3 separate regions of the Rattus norvegicus genome follow, and all the other regions are linked to region 1. Evidence: chromatin contacts called from public Hi-C and HiChIP or PLAC-seq data. All regions are on one chromosome and are shown on one strand. The core of a region is the stretch at or near the end of the contact, and the rest is flanking DNA. Distances in the headings are between cores, read along the strand shown. Region 1 has its middle 7.2 kb from the start of Zfp648. Region 2 holds the start of Rgs16 (regulator of G-protein signaling 16). Region 3 holds the start of Glul (glutamate-ammonia ligase).

The links. A called contact is a pair of places that touch in the nucleus more often than the background predicts. HiChIP or PLAC-seq counts read pairs in DNA pulled down with a chosen protein or histone mark.
Region 2: a contact with region 1 is called in a Hi-C map of prefrontal cortex, with 3 times the contacts expected there. The contact joins the promoter of Rgs16 here to the enhancer-like site in region 1. A contact is called at or near these places in 7 of 12 Hi-C or Micro-C datasets (the A7r5 cell line, the Rat2 cell line, Schwann cells and 4 more).
Region 3: an H3K27ac HiChIP or PLAC-seq map of oligodendrocytes shows a contact between it and region 1, with 8 times the contacts expected there. The contact joins the promoter of Glul here to the enhancer-like site in region 1. A contact is called at or near these places in 11 of 12 Hi-C or Micro-C datasets (the A7r5 cell line, the Rat2 cell line, Schwann cells and 6 more) and 1 of 1 datasets of contacts at active chromatin or transcription factors (oligodendrocytes).

What each region holds. Positions count from the first base shown.
Region 1 is chr13:68,878,244-68,882,327 of GRCr8, forward strand. No RefSeq gene overlaps it. Among named protein-coding and RNA genes, the nearest start is that of Zfp648, 7.2 kb to the right of the region's middle. Within about 2 kb of position 2,383, at least 28 of the 93 cell types and tissues checked have an H3K27ac peak or open chromatin away from gene starts, as enhancers often do. A contact at or near this core is called in Schwann cells and prefrontal cortex, where this site is marked.
Region 2 is chr13:68,435,824-68,439,907 of GRCr8, forward strand. It overlaps Rgs16 (regulator of G-protein signaling 16), which reads left to right and starts at 2,297. Exons shown (of 5, transcript NM_001077589.2): 1 at 2,297-2,460; 2 at 2,818-2,928; 3 at 3,591-3,652; 4 at 3,930-4,084. The coding sequence starts at 2,417.
Region 3 is chr13:68,574,197-68,578,280 of GRCr8, forward strand. Glul (glutamate-ammonia ligase) reads left to right here and starts at 1,870. Exons shown (of 7, transcript NM_017073.4): 1 at 1,870-1,988.

The sequences.
Region 1 (4,084 bases), core at 1,133-3,632:
TCTCCTGTTTCTTCTATGCTCCCTTATGGCACTTCATGGGTTTATCGCCCTCTATCGGACTCTTCAGTCTGCTTTTGATCCTGGCAAGATTGTAAACTTCATGCAAGCACAGATGATGGCTTAATCTCCTTAGTTCTCGTTCTCTCTCTCTCTCTCTCCTTCCTTCAGTCCATCCTTCCTTCCTTTATTTATCTATATATTATCCCCCACTGTATCCCCACACTCTGAAACAGTTGTTCATAACAAGTTTTCAATACATGTTTGTTGAATGAATTCATGATTTAAATAAAAAGATCACCGTGGTTAATGCAATAGAGAAAACCCTAACAAGGCCAGGACTCTTCTGTGCTGATTCATGAGCTAGGAGGGTGAGAGAAACCACAGAGGAAGGATGACTCCTAAATTTAAGTCAACTTGATTGTTGATGGTGACATTTATTTGAGATAGCAATGTCTGGGAGATTTTGGGAAATTCAGTTTTGAGATGGTTAAGTTTAGGATGTTAATGAGTTCAGTGGGCAGTGGAATGTACAAATTTAGAACCCAGAGATGTATATTTGGTAGTCTTTAGAATAGAGCCAGAATTTAAGGCCATGGGAATGGATGAGATAATGTGGAAACAGTGTAAAGAGAAATGAGGGGAGAGAGGGAAGAGAAGGGAGACAGGAGGGAGGAAAAGGAAGGGGAGGAAGAGGAAGAAGCGAGAGGAAGAAGGGAAAGGAGAGGAGTGCTTAGGACAGGTTCCAGCAGATGCAGACATTGAGAGCTAAGAAGAGATAGAGAATGAAGGAAAGTGTAGTTTTGCATAGAGAGGTCGAGGAAGGGAGGGGTTTTCAGAAGGGAGGGGCCACCCAGTTGGTGGCAGCTGAGAGCCTGAGCAGAGAACTGAATAAGAATCTTCTGGAGGCTGCCATATGGAGTTCATTTCCATGGCCTGTTCAGTTAACTGGGGGATGGCAGTGGACTGTAGAGGCCTTGTAAAGTAAACAGGGTAGGGGCGGGTTGGTAAGGGCATGTTTAGAGGGATCCCTGTAATGAGAAAAATGGACTAAGAGGGACAGGACAAGCCTCCTAGCCATGACAACGGCCTCTCCACTGGGCTGACTTGTGAGGTGAGAACACTTGTGAGGTGTCACTCCTGGGTTCAGAGGTCACGTTCGCATGGTGCTATGCTACCGGGATCTTCCACCCAAGAGGTCCACTGTGTGGACCCGGGCAGGGGATGTGGTCGGTAGACACCCTCTGCTCCTTTCAAGGCTTGCCTCAACTCAGAGAGGTGTCTTCCAGGATCGCATTCTCTGTATCCTCCCTGTCTCTCCTGACTTGCATTCTGGAACATTCTCACCTCTCAGACTATGCCGAGCCCTCTTGCCAGCAGCCTTTTTGCTATAAAACTTCCTGCTAGGGCTGTCTGAGGCTTATCCTGCTAACCTTCTGCCCACATCCCACCCACTTTCTTTCCTTCAGAAGCACTGGTCTCTCACTGACACCTTGTGCCCAAACTCTGTATTTTTGACTGCTTCCTATGACGTTTTTAACCAGAGACAGAAGTCTGCCTCTCCAACACAGTAGATGCTACGGTGCCATTACTGTGGGGCCTACTCGCTGTGACCATCAATCAAGGCCAACACTGTTGGTCTAGTGAACATCCAAACTAGAAAAAGGACTGGCCAGGTGTATTCTGCTAGCAATAGAACACAGTAGAACGCATGTGGCCGGACATTACTTTTAGTTTGGGGGCCATATGTGGAGAGTCCCACAAACACCATTAACTGCTGAGTGGAGTCTCGGCATAGATGGCAATGGGTCTGTCTGTCTCTCTGTCTCTCCCTCCTCCCTCCCTCCCCCGTCTCTTTCTTTCTTCTTTTTTCTTTCCTTATCCATGGTGCTTCATGTGTGCTCTCCAGTGCCACAAAGCTGTTACTTATTGAGCGTTTGCCCTGTACCGAGCAAGCTCACTGCTGTGCCGTGAGGCTGGATGTGGCCTCAGTTCACCCTAGCCGGGAAAACCCACATGTTCAGAGAAGTCCAACATCAGAAAAGGAAATTTCTTTCAAGAAACCTGGCTTTATACCCACAGCCAGAGCGGGCTGAAGAGAGGCCCTCTCCGGTAACGTGCCGCACGCAGCGGTTGAGAGAGGAAGAAGGGGGGGGGGTGTGTTTTTTATGGAAACCTCAGTCGCCTGCCTCTCCTTCTCTTCTGTGAATTGCTTCTGTGTTCAGGCAGTCGACTTAGACAGCTGTGAGGAGAGGCATGTGGGCGTGATGGGGGCCTTGGAAAGAAAAGGCCCCTTGTACCCTTGCCAGTGTCTGTAGGTGGTGTGACCTGGGAAGACTGAAAAGCCAGGAGATTTCTCAGCTGTGGTGCCAGAAGCCAGAATCCCAGGGGTGGTGTTCTTGTGTGCCACAGGGGGAGCCCGAGTATCGGGAGTCAGGAGGTGCCAGGCTGGTCTGGCGAGAAAATCCTGCTCTTGGAGGAAGGTGAATGAGAACCAGAAAAGATGCGGAGGAATTTGAGAGCAGGGAGACAAATGTCCTCGTCTGTGCCCCACCCCCACCCCCCAAATTCATTCTTTAAAAGCCAGTGCAAAAGCCTTCTCTTATGGGAAGACTCCCAAAGCTCAGGCAAAGCCAGCTATTCCTCTGTCTTTACCGTCTACTGTGTTACGTTTATGTGGCAGTGCCTGCAGGTGGCTCTGAGTTTTCCAGCAGGCAAACCTTGCAGAGCAAGACATGACCCGGCACCTCCACGTGCCAGCCTGGTATCTGGCTTCTCCTTGGTGCAGACGTGACTCATGCTTCAGAATCTTCGGGAACTGGTTGAAATGTAGATTCTAGGTGATAGGTGGACCTAGTGAACCTCCAATTATCATAATTAGTCACTCCCGTTATACTTCTGTGCAGCAGGGTTGACAGAGTTGATTTTTCAAGCGCTCTTGTTTTTAAATTAATTTATTAATTCATAATTTCATAGATGTATATAATATAGCACATTCAGGTCTCCCTCATCTCTTTCCTTAATTCCCTCCTCCCTCCATTTTCCTAGGATCCCCCTCCCCCATCTTCAAGGTTCTATCCTACTTTCATGCTTTTTGTTTGTTTGTTGTTTTTGTGCTATGACCCATTGAGTTTAGCCAGGGCCACTGCCATGGGCATGGATTCGAAGCTATCCACTGGTTCCTGAGTAACTCACTGGTGGATACATGGCTAAAAACAACGACACTCCCTAAGTATCCCCAGATGCCATGAGCTCCCCTGGAAGGATGGAGGACCCATGAGACCCTCCCCATTTATGAACTTTTTATGTGCTTTATTTTGTGCAGGCTTACAGAGGAACCACTGCGTCCTGTCAGTTCAGGAGTGCCTTGGCCATGATGTGCCCATAAGAGAGTTTCACTGCCCTCAGCCCCACCTTTGACTTCTTACAGCCTTTCTACCCTCTTTGACTTGATGTTCTTTGAGCCATGGAAGAGTGGTATATAGTCTTGTTTAAGGCTCAGTAATCTATAGTCATTTGCTCTCTGTGCCTTTACCAAACATGACTCTACGTTAGCCACTGTTTGCTGCCAGGTCCACAGCTGGGGAAGGCCATTGCTGCATTTTTTCTCCCTGTTAACTTCCAGTACCATGAAGGCTGTTGAGCTGGAAGGAAACTTCCGGTTTAGTTACAGCATGGTTTCTCCGTATTCTGTAACTAATGTCTGTGGTACCTTCAGCAACATGACCAGTGGGCATCCGAAGGTGATGGCCAAAATCTGTATGGTTTGGGGGACCACCAAGGCCTCAAATGCCTTTTGACCATAAATCACACCAACCCCAGAATATAAAGTGCAGGTTTCATTATATCTTAGGGTTTCTATTGCTGTGATAAAACTCCATGACCAAAAGAACTGTGGAGAAAAGGATTTAGTTCAGTGTACAGTTCCATATCATAGTCCATCACAGAAGGAAGTTAGGCAGGAACCCAGAGGCAGGAATCTAGAGATAGGAACTGAGCCGAAGCCATGAAGGAATGTTGCCAATTGGTTTGTTCCTTATGGCTTGCTCAGGCTTACTCTGCCTGATTCTTTGTTTATATTTTGTTT
Region 2 (4,084 bases), core at 1,047-3,546, 440 kb before region 1:
TTTTTGTCAAAGCCACTGCAATTCACAAGCACATTTAATGGACTAGATTCACAGCAACCGTGGAGTCAATCGCATTTCTGAAATCACAGATAGGAACTGACCCGCTGGGAAGAGAATTCGGGATACATTGTGAACTTCAAAAAGTTTCTGTCTGGAAACTGGAGAGGTAACCATGGCAACTGGGAAGGCAAGTTGAACCCAGAGGAGGGCTCTTCATCCCCAGCAGGGAGCTGTGTGCTCTCAGATCTGCGGTTGCGTATCAATTCCTTTGTCTCCGCTTGCTTTGTCAAATAGAACATACTAGTCCAGGAATCTGGAGACAGCCCTGGCTTCGGCCTGGATGCATTTAATGAAGAACGCCTTAGGCCGTGCTATTTTGTTGCCTATGAAATGGAAATTTAAAACCTCCTTAAAAACCTCACAAGGATGCAGAATGGATGGGAGGGGGGCTTGCATGGATCCTCTGCACAAGTCAGTATTGTTGTCACGTGGCTGTGTCTGGGTTGATTCCAATATGGGTGAGAGTGCCGGTGAGACTAGAGTTTGATCCATCCGTGTCACATGAAGAACGGCTGTGCCCTGGTCAACACCCACATCTATGCCTGGCAGCTGTGTGATAAACGTGTGTCTGTGGGTATGAGGAACACCAGGCAAAGCAAAACCTTCAACTCGGCTCAGCACCTCTCCCTCAGATCCAGAAGGTACGCCTGGTAGGCTGGCTGACTGCTCCGTGTGGATGAAGCTGCTCAGCAAGGCATCCGCCCACAGATTGCCTACGCACCACTGCCCAGCACCGTGCAGCCTAGCCCTGGGGCTGTGTGGTACGAAGCCCTCAAGAGCTGAGCTTAGCAAGATGGGCATGTGGATTTGGTGTTCACTGTATCTGACATAGAAGTGTGCCAGGGAATGGGCCGGTCCCCTTTTGCCTTGGTTCTGCATTGAGAACGTGGGAGTTTGGGAACGGTTTCAAATGGTTCTTTAGCATGCACCAGGTTGACACACTAGGTCACACGTCATAGGGCCTGGCTCAGCGAGGGGAGTCCTCAACCTGAACGGTTGTCCCAGATGTTTGGTTTTGGACTGGGCTGGATGGGTAAACCCCTTTACATATCAAAGCAGACTTGGACTCTAAGTTCTCCCAGCATCCTTCAGTCTTTACCTCAACCTTGAACTTTCCGACCCAGGGGCTGGGCAGCTCTTTCCCAGTGGCTCTTCTCTGTATAACCCAGGCATTTTGGTGTCTTCTCCCCCCTCCCCCATGAACGGATATTCTCAAGTGCCCTTTCTCTGTCCACCCCCAACCTGTTCTCCATGGTGATTCCCCTGGCTTCAATCCTTGGGGCCAGTGAACTCACCCGGAGAGAGTGGCTTCTAAACCCTAGACCCAAAGAAATGGAAGCATTTGGAAAGATAAAGCCTTTAAGGTCTCTCATAATTACACAGCAGAAACATGATTTGAAGCTCCCTAAATATCTACCCCTTAACCTCACTGCTGCTTCTTAGCAGCAGTCTCAAAGGGAGCTACTGAGGGACAGCAGGGAAGACTATGGCGCCTACAAGGGATGGTGTGGAGCTGAACAGTTGCTTAGCTTCAGGATGACTTACCAGTTACAGAGCTGTTTCTGTTGTTTTCCAGTGGGAGCAACGCCGGTACATTCAAAGCTGAACTGAAGCACCAAGACTTACCCTCTAACTACAGAGCGCGGAGCAATGCGGCTTTTTAAGCATCGTTGCAAAGATTTCTGCTATAATTGTGTTAAGTAAATGTTTCCGCACGTGTCTGCTGATCTTGGCCAAGTCTTTAGTTTAATGATCCTCTGATCCTTCATCACCTGCGGCGCCCATGGAACCGTACCTGTTCTGACCTGAGAGAGCGCAGGATAATGGTGATGTACTTTTTCTTGGAATGAACCCCCGTGTACTTGTCCTCCGGGTGCGTGCACTCGCCACCCATACAAAACCCCTCCTGTCATTTTAAATTGTTTTCCTGCTTTTACTAGAGGTCGGCGGGGTTTGTTTGTTTGTTTTGTTGTTGTTTTCCTGACAAGTTGTGGGCATATGTCTGGTCTTCAAGCCTTCCTCCTCTCTTGGCCCCCCAAGTCTCTGACCTCGGAGGTGGGGACAGCCCGGTGAGCTCTGGAGGAGGTCCTGGGGGCTGCCAGTCACGCCCCACCCCATCTGGCTCCCCGCCCCGCCTCCTCCCTCGCTACGCTCAGCCCCTCTCTCTTATTGGTCGGCGACGCTCGGCCCCTCCCCGCCCCCAGGGGATAAAAGACTTAGTAGCCACGGGCCGGGCGCGTGCTGCTCTCCCGACCCCATCAGCGCAGGTCAGAACTTGCTACAGCCTCGCTTTTCTCTCTTCGCCCTCCGGTCCGTCACCATCCTCCCCACGACGTGCTGCCCTGAGCCCGCAACCATGTGCCGCACCCTGGCCACCTTCCCTAACACCTGCCTGGAAAGGTAAGAGAATTGTTTTTAGCGGTCCGGACGACAAAGTCCGGAATCCACCAACGCTCAGCCTTGGGAACGCGGGGAAACGGGGACAGCGAGGCGGGACTGCAGTGCCATAAAGACCCCAAAGTGTTAAGAGCTATCAGGGCATAGCCTTTTTATGGACTAGAACTCCAAGACACCAATGAGAGAAGGGCTTAGGGCCTTGGGAATGGCCGAGTGTCCCCAAGTTTCTTGAGACTGAACTTTGGGGTGATGGAGTTAGTTCTTGTGGGACGCCCCCACCCCGCACCCTCCCACCCCGGCCCAAACGTCCCTGTGCTGGCAGAGCAAACAGAATCCTTACATGCTGTTGTTGTCTTTCAGAGCCAAAGAGTTCAAGACACGCCTGGGGATCTTTCTTCATAAATCAGAGCTAAGCTCGGATACTGGGGGTAACGGCAAATTCGAGTGGGCCAGTAAGCTTAGCAAAGAGAGGTAAGTTCTATGGTCTGACCAGTCCAAGGGTTCGGGGGTCGGGGGTGGGGTGTGGGGTGGGGGAGGCCTGAGAGGGAAAATAGCAGACGAGCTAGGTGGCCCTAAGCCTCTCTGGAGATTTTAGTGAGACTTTACTGCTGTGCTGTAGCCGCGGAGCTCCATTGTGGAGGTGGTACAGTCTGGTACAGTCCAGGTTTTGCTAACCCCAGCAGATGTGTGCCAGCAGGACATGCACTCCTGTTTATCTCAAGATGTCAGAACACTCGGATACAGGGCTAGGGCAGGGTCTGCTCCCGTCTAGTGAGCATCTTGCCCAGATGCCAGGTGTTATGCTGGGCTTTGGGGTCGCAGGTAGCTAGGCTCTCCCAGCCTCCTGCTTCACTGGAGAGGTGTGCAAACCAAAGTTGAGAGTCTTGGGAGTAGAATCCATTTGCTTACAGAAGAGGGGGTGTTAGGGATACTGGCTGAGGGACTAAAGGGTTGCTGAATGTCCAGATGCCCCTTATATAACTCGCTGCTTGTTTCACGGGAGTTTGAGGGGTTTGTTTTGACAACCAACAACTTCACCCTAGGATGTGTGCTATGCTCTTGTTTGTTGTTGGTTTTTTTTTTTTTAATGAATTTAAAAATCTCTGCTTCCCCCCTTCCTCCCCCCCTGACAGAAGTTTCTCAGAAGATGTATTGGGATGGAGAGAGTCTTTCCAGTCACTGCTGAACAGTAAAAGTAAGTAGGACCCTGTTGTCTGTCTGTGAAAGGCACGTGCGGGCTCATGTGCTTGGAGCTTGTCCCAGCGCTGCTGAAAAAAACACGGGGCTAAATAATAGTAGTAGTAATAATAATCCCGGTCCCCCAGTGTGCCAGCCTCTGTTCGGAACACAAAGGCAGAGCCTTGTTCAGGAAAATGACATTCTAAAAATAGAGCCATTAACGCCAATTGCTGTCTTTTCTTCCCAGCTGTCCTCTAAGTCTGACCTGTCTCTCCTTTCTCCCTTACCACCAGATGGGGTGGCCGCCTTCCACGCCTTCCTAAAGACGGAGTTCAGTGAGGAGAACCTGGAGTTCTGGCTGGCCTGCGAGGAGTTCAAGAAGATCCGATCAGCCACCAAACTGGCCTCCAGGGCCCACCACATCTTTGATGAGTACATTCGCAGTGAA
Region 3 (4,084 bases), core at 620-3,119, 300 kb before region 1:
AGTCAGCCGCAATGCAGGTAACGTATTCAAGCTCTGGAATAATCCCTGGGATTCACAGGACAGCCAGTCTAATAAGTTGGGTCGATGAAAGACCCTGTCTCAAAAAAAAAGTGGAGAGTGACAGGGTGACAGAAGACGACACCCTAAAGTCAGCCTCTGACCTCTATGTACATGGATGCAACAAGTAACACACATACACAGAGAGAGACTAACCATGGAAAGAAATGATCCAGTCTCTCCAGCTTATACTGCCCTGTGAGGTGACAGTGTTTTCCTAATACTCTTCATGGTCCAGTTCCCACTGCTACAAATGCTAAGAGAGCTTGGGTAGTTATTAATTTGGCTATTAATCAAGGTGGCAAGAGGTGAGGTACGAATCTGGACTTGGGTTTGCCTGATGTGAAACCCCGCTGCCGAACGCCGTGCGAGTAGAACGCTTCACACAGCTGAATAGGACACTGGATTTGCAAGGTGTCTTTCTGGTCCAAAGCATACCAAAAAGCCCGTTTGAGGTGGATGCAGCTTCTGTGAGCCACAGTGTTAGACACACTTAGGGGAGTTGACAGAGGTTGACTTAAGAGGCCGAGCTATGTGTGTGTGGTCACAGGCAACATTTCTTTTTCATATTTGTGGTGCAAAACATAACCAGAAGAACAAACTCCATCCCTTCCTCTTCCAAAGGCACCAAGAGCATGGATTTCTGGTGTTAGAAAATCTCCATCTCAAACACCAGGGCTCCTGAAAACATATAATAAAGACCGGACATGAGGTAGATTTCATGTACTAGACACAGATTGCTCAGAACGTGGCATTAATAATATATGGGCCACGTCTATTTTTACAGGTAATTTCTGTGCACATTTTCAGTTTGTCTCATAGTGTTTACACATTATCTCAGCCAACACTGCAGGGTTAAGAAAGGAAAGAGAAACTCATTCCCCCCCCCCCCGCCCCGCTCCCCACATACTTAAAAACAAACAAGAAGCAAAAGCAGGGATTTCTTTCTTCCCTTGCTTTCTTATTGTTTGTTGAGACACGTTTTCTCTGTGAAACCCTGGCTGTCCTGGAACTCCCTCTGTAGACCAGACTGGCCCCGAACTCCGGAGATCCACCAGCCTCTGACTCCTGAGTGCTAGTACTAAAGGTATGTGCCACCACCACTCTTTAGCACACGGTCTGCATCCTGACTTCAAGTCTGGTGGACCGCTTTGAAAGTCCTTCCATCTGCTTTATTTTGCAGATCTAAGGAACTCGGGCACTGAGAGGCTCAGAGACTTGCGAGACACACAAGGCAACGTCAGTCAGTCTACGGTCCTCAAAAATCCTCTTTATAGAAACGTCACACTTGTGTTTAAACCGTGAAATCACAGCCTGATCACATCCCCCAAACCCAGTCAGGAAGCCAGGAAGATGGGGTCCTCCAGGTTCCGGGAATCCTGTCTGTCTCTGGCTCGCTCAACAAAGGGTAAAATTCTCTTCTGGGGTTCTGGATTTTCACCGACAGATCTCTCCGAAAACCTCTGTACTGTTAAGGTAGCAAAGGACCAAGGCCAAATGACGCTGAGACAGTCTCAGCCTGGGTCCGAGGGTCCAGAGGTCGCTAAAGAACGCGTGCTGCAAAGGCGCACAGCACCTTCGGCCCCGGCCCCCCAGCCGCCGCTGCCTCCCCTCCCCCATTCCCCTTTCTCTTTCTTTCTTCTGGGTCGCTCGCCCCACCCCGCGGTTCCTCACGGCTCCTGGGCCAATGGTCTCAGGGCCCCGGTGCACAGCAACTGATGGGCACGGGGTTCCAGGCCTAGGCCAGCCAATCAGGGCGCCTGGGGGCGGGCACAAGCTGCCAATAAAAAGTACTGAGCAGCCCGCAACCCTGCACAGCCGAGAATGGGAGTAGGGCGGAGTGTTTGAGCAGCACACCCATTTCCTCTCCGCTCTTCGTCTCGTTCTCGTGGCCTGTCCACCCATCCATCATCCTGCCGGCCACCGCTCTGGTAAGCGCACGGAGGGTCCAGGGGTGCACAGCCACCCGGGCTGTGGCGTCGCACTCTACATCCCAGCTCCAGTCTGTTGCTGCTTGGCGCGGGATGCAGCGTTCGTGCCTCCCGCGTGCTTGTAGCGTGCGGCTCGGGCCGGCTCTGTTTGGCGTTCCTAGGGCGCGCTGTGAGCCAGGCTCCGGGAAGGGCGGGGTTGCGGGTTGTTATGATCTGTTTTTTACTTGAGGCGGGAGGCGCCGCCCCGGAGGCGGGCGTCCTGGGTTGGCTACCAAGCCGAGATCCGGGGCGACTCGGTGGTCCCAGCGGGAGTGCGCTCTTCTTGCCTTAAGTGGGCGCCGGCGCCTTGATCCTCTCTGGGCGGCGCGATTGGGTGAGTTGTCACGCTGTGGGTGGTCTGGTTGAGGCTGGTGGTCGTTAGCTTTGGTGGCACCACTCGCCAGCACGCAACGCCTTTACCGTATGACCGAACAATGGAGAGCCGGGACCCCGGAGTGGCCGGAGGGCTCTGCAGTGGAGAGGCGGGGCCGGGCGGAGGCAGCAGCAGCACGCTGTGCCTCCCGCCGTCGCTCCACTCTCGCCGTCCGGCCTCTGTCCTCGCCGGGGTATGGCCCCTTGGGAGAGGCCTTGAGATCTGCGGGGGTCCGAGAGTCGGGGCGCCGACTTTCCGGTTATTTTAGTGGGAAGGGCTGCTTCTCAAAGTGGATTACCCCAACTCCTCCGGGGGCGGGAAGCGGGGATCCTCCCCCAACCGCAAATACTCAAAGAAAGCACCGGCTGAAGACATAGACGATGGAGAGTCTCGGTTCTCAGAGTCCCCTTCTAATACCTTCGGCTTCGTTGCCTACTCTGTGAACAACGGGGAGAAGTCGAGGGCTAAGGTTAAATCCCACCAGCCTACTTATTCCAGCACCTCCCACTCCGAACGATCTGGGTCCCCCATCCCATCGCCCTCACCCAGAAAGCAGCGTTGCTTAGACCAGCGAGAAATGGAGCTGGAGGAGAGGAACGAACACTACTCTAAAAAGAGGAGGATTAGAGAGTACAACCTCAATGTATTTGATTCACATTGGCTGGGGTGAGTAAAAAGGCAGGGAGAAGGACCCGGGTGCATCTGGCAACAAGCAGAAACTACTCAGAATCTTAAGAACCCGTTCCACTTTGCACCACAGGGACACTAGTTGGTGCTAGGTACACTAGGCTGCTGGTACCCAACTGGTTTCCAGGAACAGAGGAGGAACCCAGGTTCACCTAAAGATTGTTAAATGCTGGATGTGTAAGCCACAGGAGAGGCAAGCCGAGAGAGAATTGGGTGGTGTAAGTTGAAGCCATCTGGAATTACAGTCCAGGCCTCGGAGTGGTGTAGGTAGAGGTTCTGGTTCTGTGTAGAAATCCACCGCAGAGATTCATCTGTTCCCCAGGGAAAGGGTTAGGCTTTTGGAGGGAGAAGCACTTGTTTTCACTTGGGCAAACATGGACAGTTGCCCGTAGAAACTTTGCCACTGTACTTCAGAAAGTTGCCCAAGTCGCTGGGAGGAGAACAATATGTTCCCTTTCCATCTATCCTGGGTGATTAGGGAGGGGGATGTTTCCTCTTGGGTTGAGGCTGGTTTTGCAGGCTCTGATTCATAGAGGATCTTGTCCCCTGCTCCTGTGACTTGTAATCTTGTGCCCCCGGGGTCTTTATTAGAGGTGGGATTTTTTTCTACTCACCAGAAAATATCATCTGGTGGGATCTTCTCAAATACTGTAATTTTCGCATTGAAATCTGTCTCTGGAGGAAGGACTTTTCATCCCAGTAATGAAGTCAGCCATTGAGGCCTGGTGTAGAGGGGAATACCTTTAATCCCAGTTCTCAGGAGACCGGTAGATTGTCTGATTTCAGGAAATCTTGGTCTTCATAATGAGTACCAGGACAGAGAGGGCTTGTAGAGAATTCCGTCCCCCCCCCCCCAAAATCAGCAGTGTACTCGTTCAAGTATGGCTTTTACTTTTCACCACATTAGTGGTGGCATTTAATACAGGGTTGTTTTTCTTTCTCCGAGGAGTATGTGAGTGTGTAAAATCTTACTAGCTCCAGTGTATCATTGTTAAAT